Regions from separate parts of the Mus musculus genome. Here regions 1, 2 and 4 are each linked to region 3. Evidence: chromatin contacts called from public Hi-C, HiCAR-type and promoter capture Hi-C data. All regions are on one chromosome and are shown on one strand. The core of a region is the stretch at or near the end of the contact, and the rest is flanking DNA. Distances in the headings are between cores, read along the strand shown.

The links. Promoter capture Hi-C pulls out the DNA fragments that hold promoters and counts their contacts. A called contact is a pair of places that touch in the nucleus more often than the background predicts. HiCAR-type assays count read pairs that join an accessible place to other places.
Region 1: a HiCAR-type map of astrocytes shows a contact between it and region 3, with 2.8 times the contacts expected there. The contact joins the promoter of Nkapl here to the promoter of Stard3nl in region 3. A contact is called at or near these places in 1 of 39 promoter capture datasets (pre-B cells) and 1 of 115 datasets of contacts at active chromatin or transcription factors (astrocytes).
Region 2: a promoter capture Hi-C map of cranial neural crest shows a contact between it and region 3. The contact joins the promoter of Pgbd1 here to the promoter of Stard3nl in region 3. A contact is called at or near these places in 2 of 39 promoter capture datasets (cranial neural crest and pre-B cells).
Region 4: a Hi-C map of muscle stem cells shows a contact between it and region 3, with 2.8 times the contacts expected there. The contact joins the promoter of Zkscan3 here to the promoter of Stard3nl in region 3. A contact is called at or near these places in 4 of 39 promoter capture datasets (cranial neural crest, liver, pre-B cells and 1 more) and 1 of 484 Hi-C or Micro-C datasets (muscle stem cells).

What each region holds. Positions count from the first base shown.
Region 1 is chr13:21,463,920-21,470,076 of GRCm38.p6, forward strand. Nkapl (NFKB activating protein-like) reads right to left here and starts at 4,582. Exons shown (of 1, transcript NM_025719.3): 1 at 3,128-4,582. The coding sequence starts at 4,522. The coding sequence ends at 3,335.
Region 2 is chr13:21,438,689-21,444,749 of GRCm38.p6, forward strand. Pgbd1 (piggyBac transposable element derived 1) reads right to left here and starts at 2,365. Exons shown (of 5, transcript NM_001162920.1): 1 at 2,072-2,365. Zscan26 (zinc finger and SCAN domain containing 26) reads right to left here. Exons shown (of 6, transcript NM_001347491.1): 6 at 3,492-6,061. 4930470G03Rik (RIKEN cDNA 4930470G03 gene) reads left to right here and starts at 1,783. Exons shown (of 4, transcript NR_151504.1): 1 at 1,783-2,813; 2 at 2,948-3,093; 3 at 5,383-5,505.
Region 3 is chr13:19,392,534-19,399,069 of GRCm38.p6, forward strand. Stard3nl (STARD3 N-terminal like) reads right to left here and starts at 3,280. Exons shown (of 9, transcript NM_024270.3): 1 at 3,171-3,280. Gm40827 (a long non-coding RNA gene) reads left to right here and starts at 3,314. Exons shown (of 2, transcript XR_873152.2): 1 at 3,314-6,536.
Region 4 is chr13:21,400,134-21,406,616 of GRCm38.p6, forward strand. It overlaps Zkscan3 (zinc finger with KRAB and SCAN domains 3), which reads right to left and starts at 2,622. Exons shown (of 6, transcript NM_001145778.2): 1 at 2,539-2,622.

The DNA.
Region 1 (6,157 bases), core at 3,332-5,831, 2.1 Mb after region 3:
TTCTACATCTTCAGCTGAAGGCTGCTAGCAGAATACTGACTTCCAGGCAGCTAGGACTAGGGCATTAAAGCCCACACCCACGGTGACATATCTACTCCAACAAAGCCACAGCTATTCCAACAAGGTCATACCTCCAAATCATGCCATTCCCTGGGCCAAGCATATACAAAAACCATCACAGCCCCTTTTCTCAAATGAGAAAGATTAAGATCAGAAAACCAAGCAAAAGGAAAAGAAATGTTTGCAAAAACAGTTAATAAGAAGTTAACTTTTTATTACTTGAAGAGTTTTTATGATAATAAGAACAACATTCCTCAAATAAAACAAGTATGAACACTTCACATTAAATAACTACAAGATCAGAAATAGTGAAAAAGATGCCTTGCTCTTGAAAAGGGAAAATAAAAAGCCACTTTCATCGACCATAAAAGCAAAGACATAAAGCATTTTGAAAAATTAAAATGTTGGTAATGTTGGTCTGTGACCCAGTGAATTATAAAAGACCGCGGTAGTGCCTACTCAAACCAAAGCGTGGGTTTTACATGTGACTTTAAGCTTTTCACTAATAACTGTTCCAGAAAAGCCAATTTCTTAGACTTATAGCCTTTTCCCCTCACAGTGTGCTGCAACTTGTAATTATTTAACCCTTTTCAAGTTTGACCACAGTAGATCATACATTCTATGGTGGCAGTGGCTAAGGGCCACTTACAGATTTATCCACTTATTTACAATATTCAAAACACTGCTTTCCCCTTTATTCAATAAATATTTAAACAGAGAAGATCTGTTTCAAGGCTGGTGCTCACAACTGATGAAACGGAGTGAAAAAGTCTCCACAGTCCTTGCTCTTTCCTGGGCCACCAGCCTGCTGTCTCTCCACCAGGGCTGCTCTTTATCCCCATCTCAAGAATCAACACATCTCTTTGGTTTGAGTTCATTTCTAATGACATTAAGTCATTATATCCAGTAACACTTCAATACAATGGAAACAATAAAAACATGTCAAAATTAGGTTTATATTATACCAACAGAAACATTTCCAAGATGTACTGTTAACTGAAAAAAATAAAGTGTCTACCACTCTATATAGTGAGGTATAGTTTCTAAAAAATGGAATGTGCTGACGTAGAAGCTCAGCTTCCACCAGTTTTCCTCAGCTGCCCTTGGGGAGACCTAAAGCAAGTTATACACTCAATGCAGGTGTCCTTTTATCTCAGCTCTTACGTGCAGCTCAATATGAGGTCTTCCTTGGAGGTGAGATTTCCATGCTCTGCAACCATCTTGTCCCCTACACCTTTACATGTGTTTTTATTTCTAGGTGGCTCTAATCTACCCTTCGGAAGACTTAAGCACACTGGATCTTCTGCTTTCCCTCTTGATTTATGGATAAACCCTGTGTCCATTTCAAACAGGATTCATCCCATAAAGCCAAGTTTTTCTTTACAAACGTGTCATAAACACACACATTTTAAAATTCAAAACCGCAGCAGGCATTTGTTGGTTGTCTATCTTCTCTGCCTAACATTTTCCGATAGCCACACCTGTCTATGTAGCATCCACATTGACCATCCCTGCTGTGCTCATGAGCCAGCTATTCTGTTCACCAGGCAACGGCATTTATTTTAAAGTGAAAATTTGTTTAGGATACCAAGTCAGAAATATTCTTTCTGGCAGTGACCTTGGAAGACCTACAAATAAGGCACTGTGGTGAGGAGCTTGGACTATACAGCCTATAGAGGGCCTACTGGGTGCTGGTAGCTGAGAGCAGGTGCTCTTGAGGAACTACCCAGGAACCACTTTTCTCACTGTGGTGAAACAAGTGGAAAACATAAGATGGTATTGAGGTGGTGGGAATAGATAATTTGCAGAGCAGTCTTTGAGAGATGTTTATTATAGTCTGCTTGAAGTTGAGACATGATTGGAAAAGATGGACTTGGTGCTTCAGAAACTGGGCAAGGCTGCCTGCCAACGAGCTCTTCGCTCCTCTACCAGGGTGGGTCACTGTGGTTAATGAAGAACTTTCAGAAAATCCAGTGCTTCTCAGAGAATTTTGTTTTAAAAATCCTTCTCTGATATAGTGACAATAAATACTTCACTAGGACTCAGTGAAGACACATGAAAGAAACATGCATAAAAATCTGAAAGTGAATGACCCCCTAAGTAAACTACTGTAAACCCACTTCAGTATGATTGCCTTAAGTTAGTGGTGGATAAAGCTTTCAGTAACTTCCAGTAATATAGGCAGAGAAGAAACTATTCTCAATATTGCTTCTAGGAGGAAATACCTCAACCTCTTAATGATTGCAGATAAACACAATATACATATTTTTATATCTATTTTCAGACTAAACTAGGTTCTGATGTTCAAAATGAACTCATCTCTTCCAGAAAGTGGTTATAAAAGTTCTATTATATCAGTAATTTCAAGAATAGTATATATTAACAGATTACCAGAATATTGTTAGCACTAGACTTGTATACCATTGGCATTTGCATATATGCATACCATTTGGGTCAAGCCAGTGATCGCCCCATTGGTACTAAGTAGGAACAGAGGAGAGTGTGGCCCAGGGTCGGATGAAGAGCACTCCTATCTCACTTTTACAACATACAGCATTTGGTGCTACTTTCATCTTATGAAGAAACAGCATTGGTTCAAAGTGGAAAATGCCCAGTCCCTTCAAAAAGAAATGTTCTTTCAAGAGATTTGGCAGCTCTTTTGTTTTAAAAGGGAAACCACTTTAAAGAAAACAGAGCCATAGAAAAGGATGGTGGGAAAAAGTTCAAGGTGTATTAACATCCTGCTAGAAACAGTTTCCCAGACTTTCCAGTTACAAAATTCCATCTCCTTAAACAAGTCTGCTAACTACAGTCAGAAGAACACTGCCCACTGGATCCAAATAGTTCCAAAACGTTCAGCTTCTTGGGCATTGCTCTTACGTTCTTTTTGTCCGGGGACAAATGACTCCAAAAATTAAAATCCTCCTGACGGGGTTAGGGGGAAATCACCGTAGCAGATGGGGGACTAGGCACTTTTCAGTTTAGTAGTACTAACTTCTATTTTGCAAAATACAAACTTGTATATGCACAAAAACCATGGAAGGATACAGAGACTTTTTTTTTTTTTAGGGAGGTAAATCATGGACTGAAGTGACATTCAACTTTTTAGTCATTTTTCTGCAATGTTTGTAAAAAATTTTAATGACATCTCAAAAAGTGCTTTTTACTAACACAGTAGGTACAATAGCACTGGTAAATGGTAAAACCATTTACTATTACTTTGGCCATACAAAGCCTTTGTTGTTAAACGTCCCACAGTGAAACAAACAGGTTGTCACTTGTCATCTTTCCCTTTTGTCTTTCTGTACACCATTTCTCGAAAGCTGGCTAGGATCTTATTTTCTCTCTTCCGCCTCTCTTCTTGGTTAAAGGATGCAAGGGCTCGTTTCTCATCAGCACTGTAAATCTGGTTCTCTTTACGCAGTCTTACAGCCTCCATTCGGCGATGCCTGCTACCACTCATGACGTAACCTGAACATTCAAATGAGGCAATCTCTTCACTTGTCAACCCAATTTCACCTCTTCGTGGGATACGCTTCCCGGCTTTTACATATTCAGCCATTGCTGCACCTTCACCAGGAAGCAGAGCATGGCCATAATTCAAAGGTTTCTCATCTTGAGAGGTGTGTATCACAGGTGCTTCTGGGCCTATTAAATCCATGCTCTCTGCACTCATCGACTGTTCCATCCACGCATCTTCTGGCAAGTCCCTTTCTGAAGCTTTGCAGCTTATGTCATTGTATTCTTTTTTAGTCCTCTTCTTCTTGAGCTGTTTTGCCCGATGTTTCTTTTTCTTCTCTTTCTTCTTGGTTTTAACTTTCTTTTTATCACTATCAGAGCTAGAATGACAGTCTGAACTGCTGTCATAATATTTTTTATGCTTCCTTTTGGAAGGCTTTTTCTTTCTTTTTTTCTTTGTTGAATGACTGGTCTTTGTCCTTTTTTCTTCATTGGTGAAATCTGAACTGCTACTCTTCTGATTCTTCACCTCATCTTCAGCTGGTGTATGTTCATCAGAATCTGGCTCAGGAATCTTGGGTGACAGTCCCCATACCTCAGGCGCTCCCAGCTCTCCAATCCTCTCTCTTTCCTTCAGCCTCCTTTGCCTATAACTCTCCTCCTTTTCCTTCTCCTGGTCCTCAGCCCACGAAGGATCTCCCGCATAGTTGTGGTGGTAACGGTATCCACCACAGATGGGAGAGGAAGAGCAGGCAAGCGTACGGATCCCCAGCGGTAGCGGTCGTTCTCCAGACCTGGGGCGGCTGATGGGATGCAGTGGCCGGACGCCCTGAGCACCCCGCGGAGGCTGGAGCCCCTCAGGACCGCTGAGGAGAGAGCCGAAACCGCCTCCCCGAGGTGATCGGCTAGTCTGTAACGCCGACGGTGGGCTCTCCGAGAAACGTCGTCGTTTCTGAGAGCCCAGAGTGTCCTCATTAGGGCGAGATCGGGATACAGGCGACATGGTCCGCCTTCAATCAACCACCGCGGTGGCGGTTATTCCAGAAGTCACAACACAGAGAGCACGCAGCTCCCGCACAACCCGCACACAGCGCAGGCGCACTAGAGACGGGCGGGCTGTAGGCGGGTCAATTCCGGGGCGTAGCCCGGTGCAGCCCTAGTCCGAACCGTGGCGCTGAGCCTCCGATGGAAGCGGGAAGCAGCCCAGAGCCTGCGCAAGAGCCCTCTTCAACCTCTGGGGCGTGGACAGTCACTTCACTTCTCACTATTTACATTCCCCACCTTGAGCCCCAGGGGAAACAAAAGGAATTATCATTAATGAGTCCTGCTGTCTGTCTGTATTGCTGTGCTTTTTATTTTTTCGATACAGGTTTTCTCTGTGTAGTCCTGGCTGTCTGTCCTGAAACTCCCTCTGTAGACCACGCTGGCTTGGAACTCAAGAGATTCACAGGCCTCTGCATCCCGGGTACTGGGATTAAAAGTGCTGGCCACCACCTTAAGGCTATTTGCTTTGCTTTTTTTTTTTTTTTTTTTTTTTTTTTTTTTTTAATATTTTCGTTATATACATTTCAAATTTCAAATGCTATCCCGAAAGTTCCCTATACCCTCCCCCCGCCCTGCTCCCCTACCCACCCACTCCCGCTTCTTGGCATTCCCCTGTACTGGGGCATATAAAGTTTCTATTTGCTTATTTTTAAGTGGTGCATATGCTGGCTTGGAACTTGCTAGGCACCACTCAAGCACCAAGATTAAAGGTTTTCATAAGCAGAACTGTGATGGATAAGAAAACTTAACTCTGGACCAGGCATCGCTTAAAATAGCTGTTGATTCGCATGAGTTCCTAGCAGCCTGCATCCTCCACAGAATGAAGCTACTGCTGCGAGATAAGAACGAAAGAATGGGGCGCCTGATACGAGATAATTGGCTTTTGTAACCCTCTTTCCCTGTGGGAAAAGGGACGAGCCGTTTTCTCTATCTCTGTGTAAGGGAGCAAAGCAAATTTCCCACACAGCTGCGGATTTCATATAAGGGAGATAATTGTAATGTCCACCTTTATGCTTCCCATTGCCCTCTATGTTTCCCAATTTGGTCATAAGATTGAGTCCATCTTACTATCAGTAAGAATAAATTTATTGATTTTAATCTAAATTTGGGTTGCGTCTTTCAGTTTTGCCCAGTGGAGTAGAACTATGGAACACAGACATCTCTTCCTTTAGATTTTTGTTAGATCTTTTCTTAGAGTCATATGTTTACCACCGCATGGCTCACCATTCCTTTTCCATTCCTGTCTCCATCTTTTCTGCTGAGTTAGTGAAGGATTCCTATTGCCTTTACTCCAACTACCTGCCTCGATGGGACTTGACAGCTGCCTGGTGCTGCTGCAGATCTGCAGTCCCAGCAACTAAGAAAACCCAAGTAATCATGAGATTCTGCATCAAAGAGTGTTGGGTAACTGCTTAGAGTATGCCTTGCCAAAGGTTCAGTTGCTGGCGACTTAGCAAACAATCCTGTTCCTCTCTATTGGAAGCAAAACCTAAATTACTTCTGGAACTAAAGTTTGAGTTTAAGTTTCTGAGCTAAGTGAATTCCAGAGCATTATGTTCGCAGACTTCTGCTCCAGAAACATAGATTCACTAGT
Region 2 (6,061 bases), core at 1,115-3,614, 2.0 Mb after region 3:
AACCAGAGGGCACAGAGACAGTATCCAAATTAATAAAATCAGAAATGAAAAGGGAGACATAACAAGGAAATATATCTTAATAACTATTCTGTTTGTTGAATATTAACAGTTGAAAATATTAAATTAATGTTCTACAAACAAACAAACAGTGATATCTAAATTGAGAGGCAGACAAAGTGAGGAATTAGAGAAAGACTTGACAGAATAAGATCTGCCCAACTCTCATGAGAAGAGAGAGAAAAGGGAAGCTACTTAAGAAAGCAGTGCCCACAGAGAGAAAAATGAGAGAGGCAATTTTACCATGAGAGCTTTACAGAGACAGGTTAAAGACAGAACAAGCTAGACACAGGTGAAGACAGAGCAAGTCAGAGAAGGAGCCAAAATATTAGAACAAATTTTCAAAGTGATTATGAGGCCAAACCGAGCAATTCAGAAGAGGAGAGAAGCCAGATTGAATCAGTTGGCATGGGGAGGAATTTGAGTCAGAACAGCTGAATTGGCCAACCAGCTAGAGATCAGAATGAACTAGAAAGAGTAAGCTTAGTTAGCAGCAAGTCTCAGAGGCTGAAAACATTCTAGACCTAGATTAGGTTGTATGGAAGCTAGAAATGTTCAGGACAAGGCCTAAGTTAGCAGATTGAGGTAATAAGCCTTGGAGACAATTAAATCAGGTAAATAAAGGATAATTTTACAGTGCTGGAAGTTCATTAGTAAGAGGCCAGCTATGAAAGTATATAAGAATTATACACTGGCAGAACATGTATTTATTAAATACAAATGAAAAGGAACAGCACATGTACTAATGTGAAAGATGTATAAAATATTTTAAGTGAAGAACAGCAATGCTAAAATGCTGTCATTTGTGGTTTTCTAAATTAATCCAGGAATACAGTAGCTCTTCTATAGCATCTAGAAATGTTTACTATCCAGGAATAACCCCTGAGTTAGCTTGCAGATCTCAATTCATTGTGGTGGTTACATAATAGTGTGGGTGTTCTTAGAGCCATGTTGCTTTAAAAACAAACAAAACAAAACAAAATAAAACTCCTTTGGATGGGATAAGCTGTAAGTTAAATGGATGACCACCGAACAGTTATTCAATTAACTAGGTCTATATAATAATGTCTCCATCAAAATTCAAAAGGCAGGATGTGGAGCTTCCAAACAGTTGGAGACTGATGCCTCCACAGAGGGCATAGAAGTACCACACCCCTTATTCGTAAACACAGGGATATCTATCCCTGCTTCACCTGAATCCTTTGCAATACGCTTTGTAACACGTCAGTAAGCATGTTTCCTGAGTTCTGTGGGATCTGAGCTCTGGGAGCAGTTAGTAAAAACCCTGATTTCCAGCCAGTGGGTCAGAAGCATAGGTAAAATAAAGTGGAACTTAGAACTGATGTTGAAAGTGGGAACCAGTCTTGTGTCTTGTATACACAGCATATAGGAACCATCCATCTGCACCGAATTAGAGAGCTGCAAACGGTGTTCAGAGAGGAAACTTTGCTTGCTTGCTGGTGAGGACAAACTTCTAGCGTCCTTTGAGGTCAGACTGCCATTACACACACACACACACACGCACACGCACACGCACACGCACGTACAAAACCATGGCAACCATCAGAAACTTCTCCTTGGGCTAACTTCAAACTCCCAGAATCCAATCTTACCTGCGTCTCCCGTTTAGTTTACCACCAAGTATATTAAGCACCTAATTATTTTCCATGAGTAAAGTTAATCCTAGAATAAAAGAAGTTAGTTCCTACCTACTAAAAAAACCATGGACTTCCCAGTTCCTCGAATTCAGGGTGACAGTTTTTTTTCCTGCTCTGTATTGGTCTATCCTTCCAATGTAAATTCCTACTGACACAAGACCTGCTCTGTACCTGCATAATCTATCGTGGCTACCCTCGAACCTAAAATAGGAATGGGAAAACTGAGCCACACAGGTGGCAACCGGGTGTGCACCTCTGGGTGCACGTACTCCGTTCTCCAGCTTCTATTGCAGATCACTGCACAGCCACCCCTGCTCCTGGCAGACCTCTACATAAACTAGAATCGCAGCACGTACCTGATACCCAACAAAGACCGGACGAACGTAATAGATGTACCTGTAGTGCCTTCGCCAGGGCTCTAACCTGCCCAGATCTACGCTAAAATTATATACGCCAGCGCCCAGCAGCTAAGGGTGTCTATTTGCTGCTTAAAAGTTTAGGGAACGTGTGCTACGAGGACGTGAGGATGTGCCGAAGCTCATGAAAAAAGCCTGCGACCAGAGCCAAGAGGCCAGAGCGCCACAGCCTGGCGGTTCTTGCTGTTAGTCTCCGAGCCCGCGACGATGAAGGTCGGCGGGAAGGAGTCCAAAGGGATGAAGGACAGGGGGCACTTCCTGCAGACGGAGCTGGGCACCGAGGGGGCACTTCCTGTAGTTGGAGCTGGAGACTCACTGGCAACTTCCGGCAAGCGTTGTGCTCCTTAGAAGCCTGGTGACAATCTCTGGTGCACCGGTGGAGCCAGGTCGTGGTTTTCCTGACCCGCACCTCTCCTGGTAGTTTCGAAGAAACCAAACACGCGCTCATTTCCGTAAATCATTTCAACAACAACAACAACAAAAAAAAAAAAAAAAAAAACCAAAAAACCCTGTAGGATGTACCTGAGGGAGCGCTCTTGCTTGACATACTTACTGGGTTCGGTCCCCAGCACCACAAAAGAAAAATTTTCCTAGACTGTCTTCCATAAAGACAAAGCTGAGTTGGCCTTTACAGGGTCTTGTGCGGACAGTCAGTTGGGTAAATACCCAACAAAGCCCTAAGGTGAGTATACAGATTTTATATGCGTGCAAAATCCCAGGTAGCTTGAATTCAAAAGTTAACCATATTTACTTCCTGTGTATTCGACTGGGAGATCATATGACAACTTGGAGCTCTCTTGCTTTGTGGGTCTCAAGGATTGAACTCAGGTGTGTTGGCAAGCACTTACTGGCGGATCTACCACCACAACCTTCCTAGAGATGTCTTATAAATTCTCAGGACATTTGGGAACGTTTTGTTCATCGAGAATAATAGCTTTTGAAGCACTTACGGAAATCAAAATGTAAGTTTGCACTTTATTATTTGGCTAAGACAGCAATCCTTTTTCTATAGCAGCTGAAAAATATTGTTGTTTTGAGTGTTTATGAACATCCACATGTGCATGTGGGTATGGAGGCCAGAGGTCGATTCCTGAGGCTTTTCTCTATAACTCTTCAACTTTATTTTTTAGACAAGGTCTCTTACTGAATCTTGGGGCTCACTGATGCAGCTACATTGGCTGCCAGCAAGCTCTGGGGATCCCCCACCCCCAGGGGGATTATAGCTCTATACTACCATCCCTACCACTGTCATAGGCATTTTACCAACCGAGCCTCTCCCAGACCCATAAGCATAAACATCCCAACAATATTCCGTTGTATAGGGTACAATAATTTACTTAACTATCCTCAATAATGCAGGTTTAGTTATATTCTTTATTAAGTAATGCTGTAGGAAACACCATTTAAAAATCTTTACTTTCTTTTTATAGCTTTAATTTTATTCAAAAATTACTTTGAAACTTTATTAACACTTTACAGACTGTTTACAATACTGTCAATATCATTATTTCCATAGAAAAGTATTCTCTTTACACTATCAATAATTATGTTTTTATGTTGCTTTAAATATATTTGTTGAGTAAATATTACACACACAAACTGACGAAGAATAATGTGCATTTAAAATTTTGATAGTTCTCTAATTTTTAAGGGCCATGCTGTTTGGAAGTAAAAGGAGAAGCTAAGAGAAAGGCCAGAAAAGGAACATCACTTTCACACAAACAGTGATGCATAAAAGGATGTTCCACAGTAGAGATGTAAAGCATGTTCTAAGACTGTGTTTCTTCTGAGGCTTAGGAATTACAAGGGTTACAATGCCTGTTACATGCACGTTTGGTGTGGATCGGAGTTAAACATGAAGGAGACTGATCACACGCTAACACTGTTATTTTGGGTGGTGTTGAGGACCTAACCTTGGTCCATGCCATCAGTTTTTAAGGCCATATGACTGCTGAAGTTGCAACTATCACATGCAAAGTGTGGGCAAAAGGTCCAAGAGAGGTTCTTCTCAGTTCAGCCAGTCCCTTTGTGCAGCTCTCCCCAATTTTGCTTAGAGTGTATCTTAGGTCAAATCTTAACAAAGGAAGAGGGCCTTATTTTGTGCAGAGCAAAGTTTGGTTAAAAGGGGATGAAACGAGCCAGGAGTGGTGGCACACGCCTGTAATCCCAGCACTCGGGAGGCAGAGGCAGGCGGATTTCTGAGTTCGAGGCCAGCCTGGTCTACAAAGTGAGTTCCAGGACAGCCAGGACTACACAGAGAAATCTTGTCTCGAAAAACCAAAAAAAAAAAAAAAAAAAAAAAAAAAAAGGGCATGAAACAGAAGATTAATGTCAGAATTGCACCTAGGTGCCTAGCAGTCCTTGGCCTGTCCCCTCCTTAGACATGACTGGCAGCAAGCTGACTAGGTTTACCATGGATCTGTTTTGGACTGACTATCCTTTTCTATCGGACAAGAAAAATAAGCATTTCTATGTTGCTAAGTTCTTGGCTTATTTGTAAGTCAAGTGTAGTGAAACCAAGTTGTAGTCAGTACAAGGGTCCCCTTCTCTTCCCAAAGCGGCATAACTTAAGAAGCCCTTTCCCTGAGAAGTACACCCTGTGCAATTACCAACCATAAGCCATGTTTAGCAGTCGGGTGCTGGGCTTGGGAAGACTCCAAGCTTATTACTTTTCATCACTAGCAAGACAGTCAATATGACCTGATGGCCATGATCTCTCCGAGCTGATTTGATTTGCATGGTCAAAATAATATCAAAACAAGTAGCATTTAAATTTGCATCATTGGTATCAAAGGGGGAAAACCCCATTTCCCCCCATGGGACATTCATGAAAAAAGGTGTCCTTCAAGCAGTCACTGTACTGGCACTGTTGCTGCCCAGTAAGGAGGTCGCTGCTTAGAATACTTCAACACAGTTCACTCAAATGACTCAAAGTCTCTTGCATAGTTTAGGTAAAACTTTGATTTATAATTTGAAACACTGTGATACTGTGGTTAAAATGGGCAGGAAATGTAAAATGACATGAGCTAATCCTAAGGGTAGGTTCTATAGTTAAACAGCAAAAGCTTTCAGAAATGCATTCATTGATGGTACAAAGGTAAAGTGGATATGAAGCCAGTGTTTGTGTGAACCTAACAGGGAAAATGTTCAGTTAACCTACGTTAGACCCTTGAGGATGTGTATTTCTAAGCATTATTAGATTTATTTTGGGCTTAAAAATATTTTACCAGTTGTGTGTGTGTGTCCACCAGTTTCTGTGGACCACTGTGTACAGAAGCCTGAGAAGGCTAGCAGATCCCCAGAACTGGAACTGTGAGACGCTGTGCTATGGAGGTGCTAGGAACTGAAAATGGATGGGTCCTCTGCAAGAGCAGGTATGTTAACTGCTAACTCTAGCTCCTTAGGATTTGTCTTTTCACATGTATGATGTTTGCAGGTATGGCTCTACATACGTATGGACACATGTGCACTTAGATTATCATCAGGAGTCTTCCTCAAGAACTCCACCGACTGCTCTCCAAACTCCCTCCCCTGAGTCCAAAGTTTGCTGATACAGCTAGTCTGGCTAGCCAGCTTGCTAGAAAGATCCCATTTTTGCCACCTGAGGGGTGGGACCACAGGCCACAGGCTGGCCACATACTCATTTGACTTTACATGGGTGCTGGGGATCCAAAACAGTCCTTCCACTTGCATAGCAACTTGGTTAAACCACTGAGCATATCCCCAACCCTCATTAATTTTATGTTTTAGGAGCCTGTTGCTACAGTACTTACAAAAATATCAGCTTGATCTTGTCCTGTATAAATCTATAGGCACTTGACTTACTGATTTCAAACACTTCATTCACACATAAAGCTAATACTTAAGAGATACATAATCAAGTACTTATCACACTGAAAGCTCTGAGAAGCTCTGTAGTGAATATTTGTT
Region 3 (6,536 bases), core at 2,030-4,529:
GAGATCAAATGGAGAAACCTCTTTTGCATAAATATAAAGATCTCTGACATTTAAGAATTCTATTTACAGTACTTTAAGGCTATTAAACGCAATTTCCATCTTGATAGCCACTCAAATGGGCAGCCAAAAGCAAATTAACCTACTGATTTTAATTTTTATAACTTTACTGTTGTTAACCTAATATAGTTCTTTGACTAAGAGAACCTTACAACAAATGGTTCTTTTTAAAATTTAGGACAACCAACACTATTTCTCAACCATATACTAGACTGGTTCGTCAACCATATAAAGTTTATAAACTGGCTTCTACCTTTTTAAAGTAGCATGAGGAAAATTACATCACTGAGTTGACCCAGTGCTTCCTCAATCATGGGAAAATTCTACTTGCTACCAGAAACAAAGACCCAGCAAATCGAATGCCACACTACCTCATATCTAAGAAAACGATCAGGCTAGGAAAATAGTTAACAACTTTTAAATTTCAAATATTTCTGAAATTACAACTTGAATTAAAATTGTTTCAGAGGTACTGGGGATTGAACTCAGACATTCTTTCCCTGAGCTACAATCCTGCCTTCTTATTTTTTTATCAGGAGACATGGTCTTGCTATGCCCAGGCTGGTCTACACCGTGGGATTTCCCCTCCCAGGGATTTGCATAGAGTTGGTATTGTAAGTGTATACCTCTGTACTGGGAGTCACTTACAAGCCATATGTACTATTCACTGGAAGTCAGTTAGCCTTCTAATAAAAAGGAAGGGTGTGTGTAAAGAGCTGACATACACTTCTTCAGAAAAAAAGGAAAAAAAAAAAAGAAAACTAAAAGGGCTTTATTTTAGTCCAAGGAAAAACATTGCCCCATCTTTGAAATTGTCTTCTGTGAGTTAAAAACATGAGTTAAGTTTCTAGATACTGATATGCTGTACTTTGAAATATACAGACACTCTTTGCTATGGGATTTGAGAAGGAAATAGAACCAAAAGGAAACAAGAAAAAAGGCCTAGCATGCAAATTTGGAAATAAGCATTTGGCATTTTATGTGTTGCGCTTTAGAAACTGCTGCCTATCTATAGTTCCAGAGCCTCTTCTCCACCAAAAGGGTCCAACGCATGAGTTCCAAAATGCAACATCAGGAACCAAATTTGAAACATCAATCCGTAGATCCTCTACTTGCTTCTGGGAGAAGGGGTGAAGCATGGTGAAGTCGAGTAAAGCTAACAACCTCCATCAGTCTAGCTGAGGGAACTTAGTGTACATTTTCTTCACTGATGAAAAGTTTGGTATTTGCAGTATGTCTGAAAGAACAGAATGCATGTGCCACGCCCAGAAAACTGCAGGAACTAAATAAAGACACAGTAATCCTTAGAAATGCAAGTGCTAATAGGAAAGGCTCACCTACCTACTGTTACACCTTCTCAGCTCTTGTTTGGACAGAGCAGGACTGCCTGCCAGTGCTTTCCAAATGGAAAGTAGGTAAACACTGTCCTGGAAATGAGTGACAGCTGGAAGAAAGGGGATAAAAGCTAGAACTGAAGATAAGCAGAGGGTTTGAGTCTTGCCTACAGCAGCAATTAAAAGAAAAACTACTATGGGATACAGTACTAGGGAAAAGAAAGCCATTCTTAAGAGGACCTCTAAAGAGAAAATATAAAACAATTAATGATTTCATAATCAAAACAAACAGAACGCGGCTGAGAGTTTAGGAGTGCCTCGGAAGGTATCTGAAGTCCGCACTTCCACAAGGAAGCCTGTTCCTTCTTCAGCATTGCCCAACCCAGGTCAGCTCAGCCACCTCACTAGCCCACCATTAAGGATACAGCACTGCTGGACTCTCCTCCCACTGTGCCTGCTCTTCCAGCTTCTGCATTTGTAACTGGACACTTCCTGCTCCTCCCCTGACTAAATCACTCTAAACATTCAGGTCTCATCCAGAGCATCACCTCTTCAGGGACATTTTCCCAGATCCCACACCACAGCCACACCAATGTCCCTTACTGCCAGATTTTCTAGCATTCATTCCTATCTAAAATCATATTGTTATTTGCACATATATTCTATCTTCACTAAAATCAAAGGAACTCGAGGACAGAAACCTTATCTAGCGTTCAATACTCAATTTTCAACACCTAAAACAGCATGTGGCATCATATAAACTGTCTAATAATTAAATCCAAATGATAATCACTATCCTGAGAAGGTAAGTCCTTGGAGCAGTTTTAAATCCATTTCTTTAATGCTTTTGACAATGCAATCTTTAAAGGTTCATGTTTGAGACAGGAAGATCTCAAAGAAAAATGTATTCTTCCTTACAATACAAAACATTACATATGTGTGAATATTATGTAGGGGGGGCACAGTCTACACTGTCCCTTCATGGGCATGATTATCTAGCATTTTACTTATGCACAGATGCAGCCAAAAATACTGTAAACTGCTCTTTGTCATCAAATCTTGCTCTATAAGTGGATGATGGACAGAAGAAGCATAGATGGGATTTACCGTTAGGAACCTTAAACAAAAACATCAGACGGAACTTGCTATAGTAACTCGGTACCCTGGGAGGTCAGACGGCTACTGTGTTCATTCAATCAGCCTTACTAACCTTATCCAAACTAGTACTGGGTCAAGTGATGGATTCCATCTGTGAACAGAGACAAATGCCTTTACAACTGCCATACTAAGAGAACACTAAGAAAAGTTCCACAGTGTCCACCCATGTTCCAACCAAAAGAGGAAGAAAAAGAGCCCTACTGAGATTTAAAAAAAAAAAAAAAAAAAAAACTAAAGGCAGGATGAGTGGGCAATGCGGAGAGCTGAAACCATGGCTAGAACATTCATGACTCATGCTTTAATTTTCGTTTTGTTTTGTTACATCAGGGCTTTTCTTGACGAAGGCACAAGGCCAGTAACAGACAGTACCTGCCGGCCTACACCCGCATGTCACCTTGGACTTGATGCGGATGCAAGGCACGGGGCCGAGGCTGGACCACCTGCCTCCCGGTGAGTGTGGGTGTGGGCCCGGGGCCAGCTTCCCTCCCGCGCTCCGCCGCGTTCCGCGGCTGCACCCACAGGCCCCACGGCCAAGGCCAGGTCTGGGGAGCCCGGCAAACCCTGGAACCTCAGGCATTTGGCTTCACGACCTGCCCAGCAGGGCGCGGAAAGACAGCCTACCTCCTCCGCGGCGCGAGCCGCCCGCCGGCCTGCAGACACGGCTCCGCGGTCCCCGCCGGCGGGGCTGGGGCGGGGCTGCAGGGCGGGACCCTGTCCGTGACGTCAACGCGCTGGTCACGCAAAGACGCTGCGGCTTGCTGGAAAAGTGAATAGTGGCAGAGGAGACGGCGGGTTGGTTTACAGAACTGTCAGTTTTCGGACGACCAGTAGATGGCTCATAAAGGAGGCAGTGGGCGGGCCTAGGACTAGCCGCGCCTCCAAAGCCTGTTAAGGTATCCAGCTTCTAACAGCAGGCTTTTAGTGGGTTTTACCTTCCTGAGAATTCTACGGAAGGCTTCTCTTAGATAGGTTTTAGGCTGCAGCCGGTGAGGGGTAACTCTGAGAGTGGATTTCAGGCCCTGGCCCCTTGGTTTCAGCTGTCCACTAAGAACTTGTCTATTCTAGGACTCGACCGTAAGTCTCAATCAGCCCAGTCTTACGTAGGAGTAATGCCTTTGTCTTACTGATAGTTAAGGCTAACTGTATTTACTTAGTTGTTATACACGACATTGGGCACTAAGTGATGTTTTAGATTTTTCCAATAGCTGGTACAGTTACGTCCTTAAATGCAAGAATACAAAGGAAGATAAAATATATTGCACTATGAGTGCTGAAGACTCTCAGCCTGTTAGAGGAAAATAATATTAAGAATAGTATTTTTAATAGATACTCTTATAAAGTAGTTTAATCGTTTTTATAATGTTTACATTACAAATGTGAATTTATATACGTGCAAAATTTTGAACAGTGCAAGTTGGGTGAGAACTGTTTTTATAAACCAATCAAAGGCTCAGTCTTTGTGTGATGGGTCCTTCCTGCATTGACATGTGAAAATATTTGTTAACACTCAAGTTCAGTTCTTCATCTAGCCTTAAATGTGCCTCATTGCTTTTTAAATGCTAAAAGTCTTCAGCGCCAATGATATAACTTGCCATCTCTATGCCCTTAAACATACAGTTTGTTTGGATTTTTTTTTTTAATTGCTAGTATGAGAAATGCTACCTTAAACATGTGTGAATGTGTTTTCCTACTTCTGTCCAAGTACTGCTTATGGTGCAGATGACAACAAAAGAACAGACTAGATCTCAGGCATACATCTTCAATCCTAGTAGTAGAGTCTTCAGATAAGGGCCCCTAGTGTTGCTACAGTGTTCATTTCCACCCATAAAGTTTAAATAATCCTATTTACTACCCTTTGGAAGAGAAATAATATGCAAGCTTTTGTTGTTGTTGTTGTTTTTTTCAAATTGATGAGCATGAGAAAAGTTAGGGTTAGGGTGTGTGTATATATACAAACTAAGTTCAGGGTTCTTGTATACAATGATTTGGGTGACAAGGTGAAGCAACTTGTGTGACTACTGTAATGCAGACGCCTTCCACTTAGTAATTAAAACACCTCACACTATCCTAATACTGTCACCGTGATTAGTTTTGCCTGCTTTCAGACTTTTGTATACATACAAAGTACATACTTACTCCAAGGCTCCTTTTTCTTGATACCTGTGATGGCTGGTATTGATTATCAGCTTCACACGATCGAGAATCATCAAGAAGACAGATGTCTGGGCATGTCTGTGTAAGTTTCTAGCTTGTGTTAATTGAGGTGGGAAACCCACTCTAAAGCCACCTCATTCATATTCTGCGGTCCCAGAACAAGTAAGATGGAGAAATGAGTGGAATAGCTGTGTTCATGTTGATGTGTTTCCAGATATGTAGATGTATCCCACACTTCGGCCACCATGCCTTTTCTGCCATGTTGGATAGTACCCTAAATATAAGCCCAATATATCTTTCCTGAACTTGCTTTCTGTCTTATATTTTATCTAAACAATAAGGAAAATAAGTAATATATCACTATATTTGTAATACTAATACATAGTAAAAGTGTTATAGTAATTTATCCATTCTCAGTTTTGTTTATAATTCCAAATGTTGTTCATTCTACTGTTGCTCAGCATTAGGTAATTGGATGTTTGGAGTAATTACAATGATGCTGTTATGGATATTCTTGCACCTTGTCATTGGTACCTGTAACTATACATTTGATCTTGATATATAAGAAATGTCTCACTGTGCCTCAGGATATAAATACATGTTTAGCAGGAATAGACATTTCCTAGTAAATTTTTGGTTTCATCAATTTCCACATCCGCAAACAAGGAAAAAAATCTGGATGCTCAATATTTGGATGGATAATATTTTCAGCTGTAATCTTTCATACTTCTTTTCATCTTTTACATGTCTATATTTATAAGTATCATAACATGGATTTGACTTGCATTTTCTACATAAAAATGAGTTTATAAACTAAGATTATTTGTATGTCTTTTGTCAATATCTCTCAAAAAGTTAGTTTTTGCTAACTCTTTAATTATGTTATCAGCCTTTTCCTTAAGGCTTTCTTATATTCTTGATATGAGTTCTTCATCTCAAATATATTGTGTTAGAACATGGCCCAGGAATTGTGAAGGCCAAAGTTATGTTTTAAGTTTTAATTACTGTACTTAAGAAATCTATAAAATAAAAATGCCTCTAATCTGAAACTTCCACTTGACCAAGGGCAGATAACTTCTTGGAGTTCTGGGAGCTATGGTTCATGTAAGACAACAAGCCATGGTTTTCACTTCTGTAAACAAGGTTGCTTACCTCAACTACACAGGATGTCCTTAATCACATGTATGTGAGCAGTACATAGACAGGAAGTATATCAGGATGTATGCTTGCCCCTGATTGGTTGAAGGCAAGAAATACGTAGCTGTGTGGGGTTTGCCTTTATAAGCAATTGACTAGCATACTTATGGCCACTCTCTGGGAATATTGGTATGGACCTGGCCAGCATCTATTATCCAGTCCAGTATTTAATAAAACGTGCTTCGAATTTGGCTCAAAAATTGTGGTAGTAGGCTTATTTTCACCTAGTAGAATTAACGTGTTCTGGAGGCCCCAGCAAAATCAGACAACCAACCTAAAATTTAAAGCTAGACCTTCATTCCCAGACTCCAGGCCTTCCTTAAAAGTTATACAGCTTGAGATATTCCAAGCCTTGGAGAAGTGCTTTCAGTTTTGTGTACTATCAAAGTGAACTGCCATGATGAGAACAGCAGCAGCACTACAGAGGCATCTCCTAATCAGTCACAGTATGGTTGTCTCTGTGGGATCCTGATCTGGAGCATGGAGGGGCTCAACAAGACCCAAATATTCTTCCATCCAGGGCAAAAAGCAGGACATCGCTTGCCCACCTGGTTCAGGAAATTTGGAAAGTTTTTGTCAGTCTGTTTTGTCCGTGTGTTGATGGATTTCTGTTTTGTGGTATGCCCATAAGCTTTA
Region 4 (6,483 bases), core at 1,372-3,871, 2.0 Mb after region 3:
TATTTCTCACTCCAATTTCCTATGATTTATGAGATAACACGGCTGACAGAAGTTCAGGAACCTCAACTCATTCATTGTTTTTTCTTTTTCCTCTCGGCAATCTTCCTGCCTCAGCTCCCAAGAGTGGAGAGTCCTGCTGTGAACCATCACACCTGGGTGAACTCTTACGAAGAATCCAGAAATACTTCCTAATTAGCTGCCACAAGAGAGCTGAAATAATATAATTTTAGTCAAATAAGTAAACCTAAATTTAATCAAGCCTCTATATCCATGAACTCATGTACAGGAAAAAACACAAGAACAAATTAAAAGATTAAAGTTATAGTATGCAAGAGAACCACTGGGAAGCTTCGAAAGCCTCCTAATAGTTGGACAGTCAAGGAGAATTGAACTAGCCTCTGGGGGTGGGTCACAGGCCTCAGTACCTGAGAACTTAGTGTGTGATCCAAAGTGCAGCCAAGTTTGAGAACTAAGAAGCTAAAGAGAAGATCCTCTCCCCCCCCCTCAAAGTATCAGTAGAATAAAGCAACTGATGTGAGAATATTGAAAACCCAAGTTCTTCCACAAATAAATGTTATTTTTAAAGAGGAAGCAAAAGGAAGGTGGACTATCATAGATTACAAGGGACAGCAATTCTATACGTACTATGTAGTTTAAATATAGTATGCTCTAACTGTAAAAAGATACTTTTGGGTCAATCAGGAAAGCATGAATGCAATATTAAGGAATTACTATCAATTCTGTTCATGATAGTATGTCTAAATTAAAGCTCCTACTTTATAGCACATTGCTGTACCTGCAGATGAAGGGATCTGTTGTCTTGGCCTCTAGTTAGCTGTAAAAAGAATGAAAGAAAGACAGGGGAAGGAGAGCAGGAAAAGGAAGGAAAAGGGAGGCTGGTAAGGACGGATGGGGGAAAGGCAGGAAAAGCATGACTGAAGAGGACTATAAGATTTATGGCTGAATGGTGGGCCTACTACTGCAGGTGAGATGGAGTTTCTCTCTGATTCACATTCAAATCTTTACTAATGTCATTTTAAATAGTAAACAAAACCTTATCTTCTTTCTTTCCTGAGTACAGGCCAAAGCATTTTGTTGGGATCAAGGAAGAAGAGTAGAGCTGAGGCTAGAAAAATGAACACTGATACATTCTTAATAACGGCTTCACACACTCACGTTTTGTCAGCTTGCCTATCTGGAGTCTCACCAGCTGGGCAGAGTACAAAGGTACAGGATCAGAAGACTGTTTACCAACACAGGCGTTTGCCAAATAAGTAAACCAAAGACAAGGGTTTTGTTTTTGTTTTTGTTTTTTGTTAAGTTACAAATAGAGAAAAGAATGCTTCAGGGATCCCTGTATACCCTCAGGAGGTTAAAGATCCAATTCCTTAAGAAAAAGAAGGAAGATGAAAGGACTTTCAAAGACCACAAGAGGCATCAACTCAATGACCATGGCAAACTGTGTATGGTCAATATTAGCTTTAAAAACCTGCAAAAAGAACAAAGGGTGTTAGTGGGAACTCAGGATCAGATCGACTTATCTCTAATCTATCGCCAATCTACCTATCATCACTTCTAACTATCAGCCGTCCGTGTGGTTCTCACACTGGAGAGGAATCTCGCTGAGGGTCAGAAAGCTGGCAGGTCGGCAGCAATGTCTGCTTACAACAGGGTCCTAATCCTTCGCGGTTAGACGCTCCTCCTGTTTCTCAAGCTCCTCCTCCCACCAAAAAAAAAAAAAAAAAAAAAAAAAGGCATCCCCAGGATTTTAAACCTCTGTGAGCCTGACCATTACAAGACACTACACAAACCACTTTTACTCTTTGCTGTGGGATAGGCTCTTTTCCAGAATGTTCTATTTTCCCTCCTAAAATACAGAAATCATTCATTATAAAGAGAACTGATAAATAGTACTAACATTCAAAAGACAACAGCCAGTACCAAGGCTGATCGATGAAGAGAAAGTGCTGTCCTAGTTAGGAAAAGCAACAGGAATAATAACAGCTATCTTTACACTGTGCAGATTACCCCGTGCCTGGTACTATTTTAAGCACCTTTGCACAAATGAAGCCATTTATTCCTCACAACAATCCAGTAAGTTAGGCGACATCATTATCCCCTAAAATAGCAAAACACAGAAAGGTTAAGGGACTGGGGGGAGAAGTCACAAAGGAGCTGAGGCCAGATTCGACCAAGCAACCCGATTCCAAAGTTCTGGCTCTCTTCCAGTACCCCAGAATAAAGACCTTGGAACTGACCTTGTCTCCAGGAAAAGCAAAACTGTGACGTCTCCCATTTTCAAAGCTTAAGTACAAGACCCGAGAATCCCATCGCCAAACGCCCTGAGACTGACCAGACACCCGGAACCGGCCTGAGGCGAGGCGCCCGAGGCCCTGTCGGGCGCTCGGCCCAAGTGGCCACCGAGTTTATCTTCTCGGCGCCACTAGGCCGCGGAGGAAGATGTTTTGTCCCACCCCCAACCCCCACAAGCAGCCGACCCCTGCGGGAGGACGGTAACAGGACGGGACCCAAACCCACCCGCGAACGCAGCACCTCGTAGCACCCCGCAGTCACAAAAGTGTCGAAAGTCCGACCCCGGGGGGCGGGGCACAGAGCACTTCCGGCTTCTCTAGGCACCAGCGACACTCTATGATCCCCCCCTTCTCCCTCCTCTTAGTGGTTGCTTCGTAAAAAGACTTTTAAAAAGAAATTCTTTTAGCTGAAGTAGCAATGCAACATTTTCTCTCCTCCCTTTACTTCCTCCAGTTTTTTCCGTCCTCTTGGTTGCCTCGTAAAAAGACTTTTAAAAAGAAAAAAATTTTAACTGAAGTAGAATTACATCACTTTCCTTCCTCCCCCTAGTCTTTTCTCCTACCCTCTCACTCTCAAGCTGATAGCCTCTTTTCTTTGTTATTGCTACATTCATGTGTGTTTGTGTATATGTATATATGTTGTATATATGTATGTGCATGAACAAGTATATATCTATATCTATACAGATATAGAGATATCTGTATCTATATATGTACATATTCCACTGGCTAAGTTTTTGTTTTTATATGTTATTTGTGTGCATATGATTTCAAGGTTTCAAGACTGCATTGGACAGCTAATAAGAGGGCTCATCTTAGGGAGAGACTAATTCTCCATTTCCCAGCAGTCAATAGTTGCCAGTAGTTCTTTGGTTTGGGGTGGCACCCTGTGAAATTTTACCCCCTTCCATTGATATTGATATTGTCTATTGATACTGCAATTGTTTCAGTCTTGTGTATGCAGCCATTTCTTGGAGGCTGTTTCACAGCTGACATCCTAGATTTCTTACAATTTTTTTTTTGCCTCCTCTTCCTCCATGTCCTCTGAGCCATAGATGCAGGAGACATGATGTGGATGTATCTGTTGGGGTTGGGACCACCATGATCTGTCAGTCTTTGTTCTGTATCCAATTGGGTTTTTAGTGATGGTCTCTATTCTTTATAAAGAAAAGCATCTTGGATCACAGGTGGTAGCTACATTATCCAGGAAAGATGACTCTAGCACCAAGAGACTTTCAAAATTTGTTTTTTCCAAGGACAACTAAGGGAAGATAGCAAAAGAATGAGCTCCTATATAGCCTTCCTGAAATCTCTGTGATGTCAAGAAAAAGGAAAATTATATGTTCTCTATCGTCATAAAGAAGCCCTAGGGAAATGCATAAGAAAATGTTTGTTTAGAAACTGCATGAAAAGGGAAAATAAAAGTGAGAGGAAATTAAACTATTAATTATAAATATATAACAGTATTTTTGTTTTTGTTTTTGTTTTTGTTTTCCGAGACAGGGTTTCTCTGTGTAGCTCTGGATGTCCTGGAACTCACTCTGTACACCAGGCTGGCCTCAAACTCAGAAATCTGCCTGCCTCTGCTTCCAGAGTGCTGGGATTAAAGTCATGCGCCACCACGCCCGGCAACATATAACAGTTTTCAGGACCATTCTGAATGCCCTTTATAGAAAAAGCCAAGATAATTTAATCTTCAACTTATAATTAGCAAATTTAGCAAAGCTACTAAAATTTCAAAATTGATATTGATAGTTACATTTTTATAACAAACACAAATAAGAAAACATCACCTTAAAAGATAATCATTACAGTAGCAAGAAAATATAAAAGAGACCTCAACAGAAACAGAAAGGCTTTATTTATTAAGGATAGATAGTTGAAAGCCAGAGAAATTGGCTCATTCCTATGATCCCAGCATGTGGGAAGCTGAGGAGGAAGAGCCACTTCAAGTTACAGCTCCAAGTTCCAGGCCAGCTTGGAGTTCTGGATTACAGGGTGAGAGCCATCCTCACAAAACAAAACAGCCCCACTCATGGTCATGCAAGTAAACACAATTAAACCCAGTGGTTCACACACACAAAGAGACATCATGTTGTGGTGATCCCAGCCACAGAATTATTCTCATTGCTACTTCATAGCTGTAACTTAGATGTTATGAATCATAATATAAATATGTGATATGTAGTATATCTGATATGTGAACTTGGTGAAAGAGGTCCCAAAGAGGTCATGACCCACAGGTTGAAAGCACTACTATAGACAGCATTGCTTCTATTTTTGTGTCATAAGTACGCGTGGTCTTATTTATCTATATGAAATCTAGGAACTACAAATGAAAGCATGCAATATTTGTCTTTCTGAATGTGAATTCATTTGCTTAGTACGATTATCACCAATTATATTCATCTCCTATAACTTTTGATATAACTTTTTCTTTACAGCTGAAAAATTCTATCTATCTATCTATCTATCTATCTATCACATTTTAAACCTATTTCTCTGTTGAATGGATGGCTAGTTTAGTCTAAGAACTTAGCTATTGTGAATAGTGATGTAATAAACATTGATATGTAATTATCACTGTGTTATGTTTACCTGGAGTCATTTGGATAATGTTCAGCAGTGGTATAACTGGATCATATGGTCCAGTTAATAAAGATTTTCTCTCATTCTAGGCTGTCTTTCTCCTCAATTATTTCCTTTGCTATACAGACACATTTTAATTTCTTCCTTTCCTCCTTTAAAAAAAAAAAGATTACACACACACACACACACACACACACACCACCACCACCACCACCACCACCACCACCACTGTCCTCAGACGAACCAGAAGAGGGCATCAGATCCTATTACACCATGTGATTGCAGAGACTTGAACTCAGGACCTCTGGAAAAGCAGTCAGTGTTCTTAATTTCTTTAGACAGCATTTGTTAGCAGTTGGCATGTATTTCCTGGAAGACTGGCGTCATCCTCACAGTCATCCTGCCTCTGAAGCTTTTCTCCTACTTTTCCTTCTAAGAGTTTCAGCGTTAAAGATCTTCCAATAAGGTCTGATTCATTTAGGGTTGGCTTTTGTACAGGATCAGAATAAGGATCTGCTTTCATTCTCTTCCATATGCAGTATTGAGATCACACACACATCACACTGAAAACAGTTCTTTAGGAAAAAATGATGAGCACCTGAATGGCAAAGCTCACTGGAAATTAGACTCCTTTTTTACTTTCACTGTATTTTTTTACATGTATGAGTATTTTGTCTGCATCAACGTCAATCCACCATGTGAACGTGTGGCACTGGAGAAAGCCAGAAAGGAATACTGGATCTCCTGGAACTGGAGTTACAGGTGGCTGTGAGCTGCTATGTAGGTGCTGAGAATCAAACCCAGGGCTTAGGCTAGAGTAGCAACCCTCTTAGCTCTTGAGTCATCTCTCCATTCCCTATTACTAGAAAAATTTAACCAATAAATACAGAGGCTTAAAATGTGGCTCAGCGGGTAGAGTTCATCCTTAATGTGTGCAGAGCCCTGATTGCAGTCCTCAGTTCCACAGAGTGTGGTGATATTGCTTGTAATCCCAGTACTTGGGAGATAATGCAGAAATTTAGGGTCATCTTAAATTGAGCTACATATTGAGTTTGAGGCCAGCCTAGGATATCAAAAAGAAATTCATAAAAATAAGTAGTACAAGGTCATACGGTCTAAGAAATAATGTGAAAATATTGTAGATGTATATCAGGTATTTACATAATTAAACTGTTACTTTTTAAATTTTTGCTTGTGATGCCTGAAAGGCTTTAAAATTTGTAACACATGTCATGATTTTTCCAGACTAAATATGCATTTGGTACTCTGTTTATAATTTTGATTTATTTTTCTTAGATATGGTTTCAAGAATAGTATTTTATTTTGTATTATAAAATGTATGAGAATGAGAGACTTGTGTTCATGACTATTATATACAGTCCAAGAGCAAACCTTTAGCACAAGACTGTATTAAACAGACTTTGAATAATTAATAAAATTTAAAAATCAACTAATAGCATAAACTTGTAATTTCCATATTTGGGAAGCAGAGGCAGGAGTATCAGGAGTTCAAGGCCATCTTGGGCTGAAAAGTGAGTTTGAGGTCAGACTGAACTAACTATATGACAGTCTGTTTCAAGGG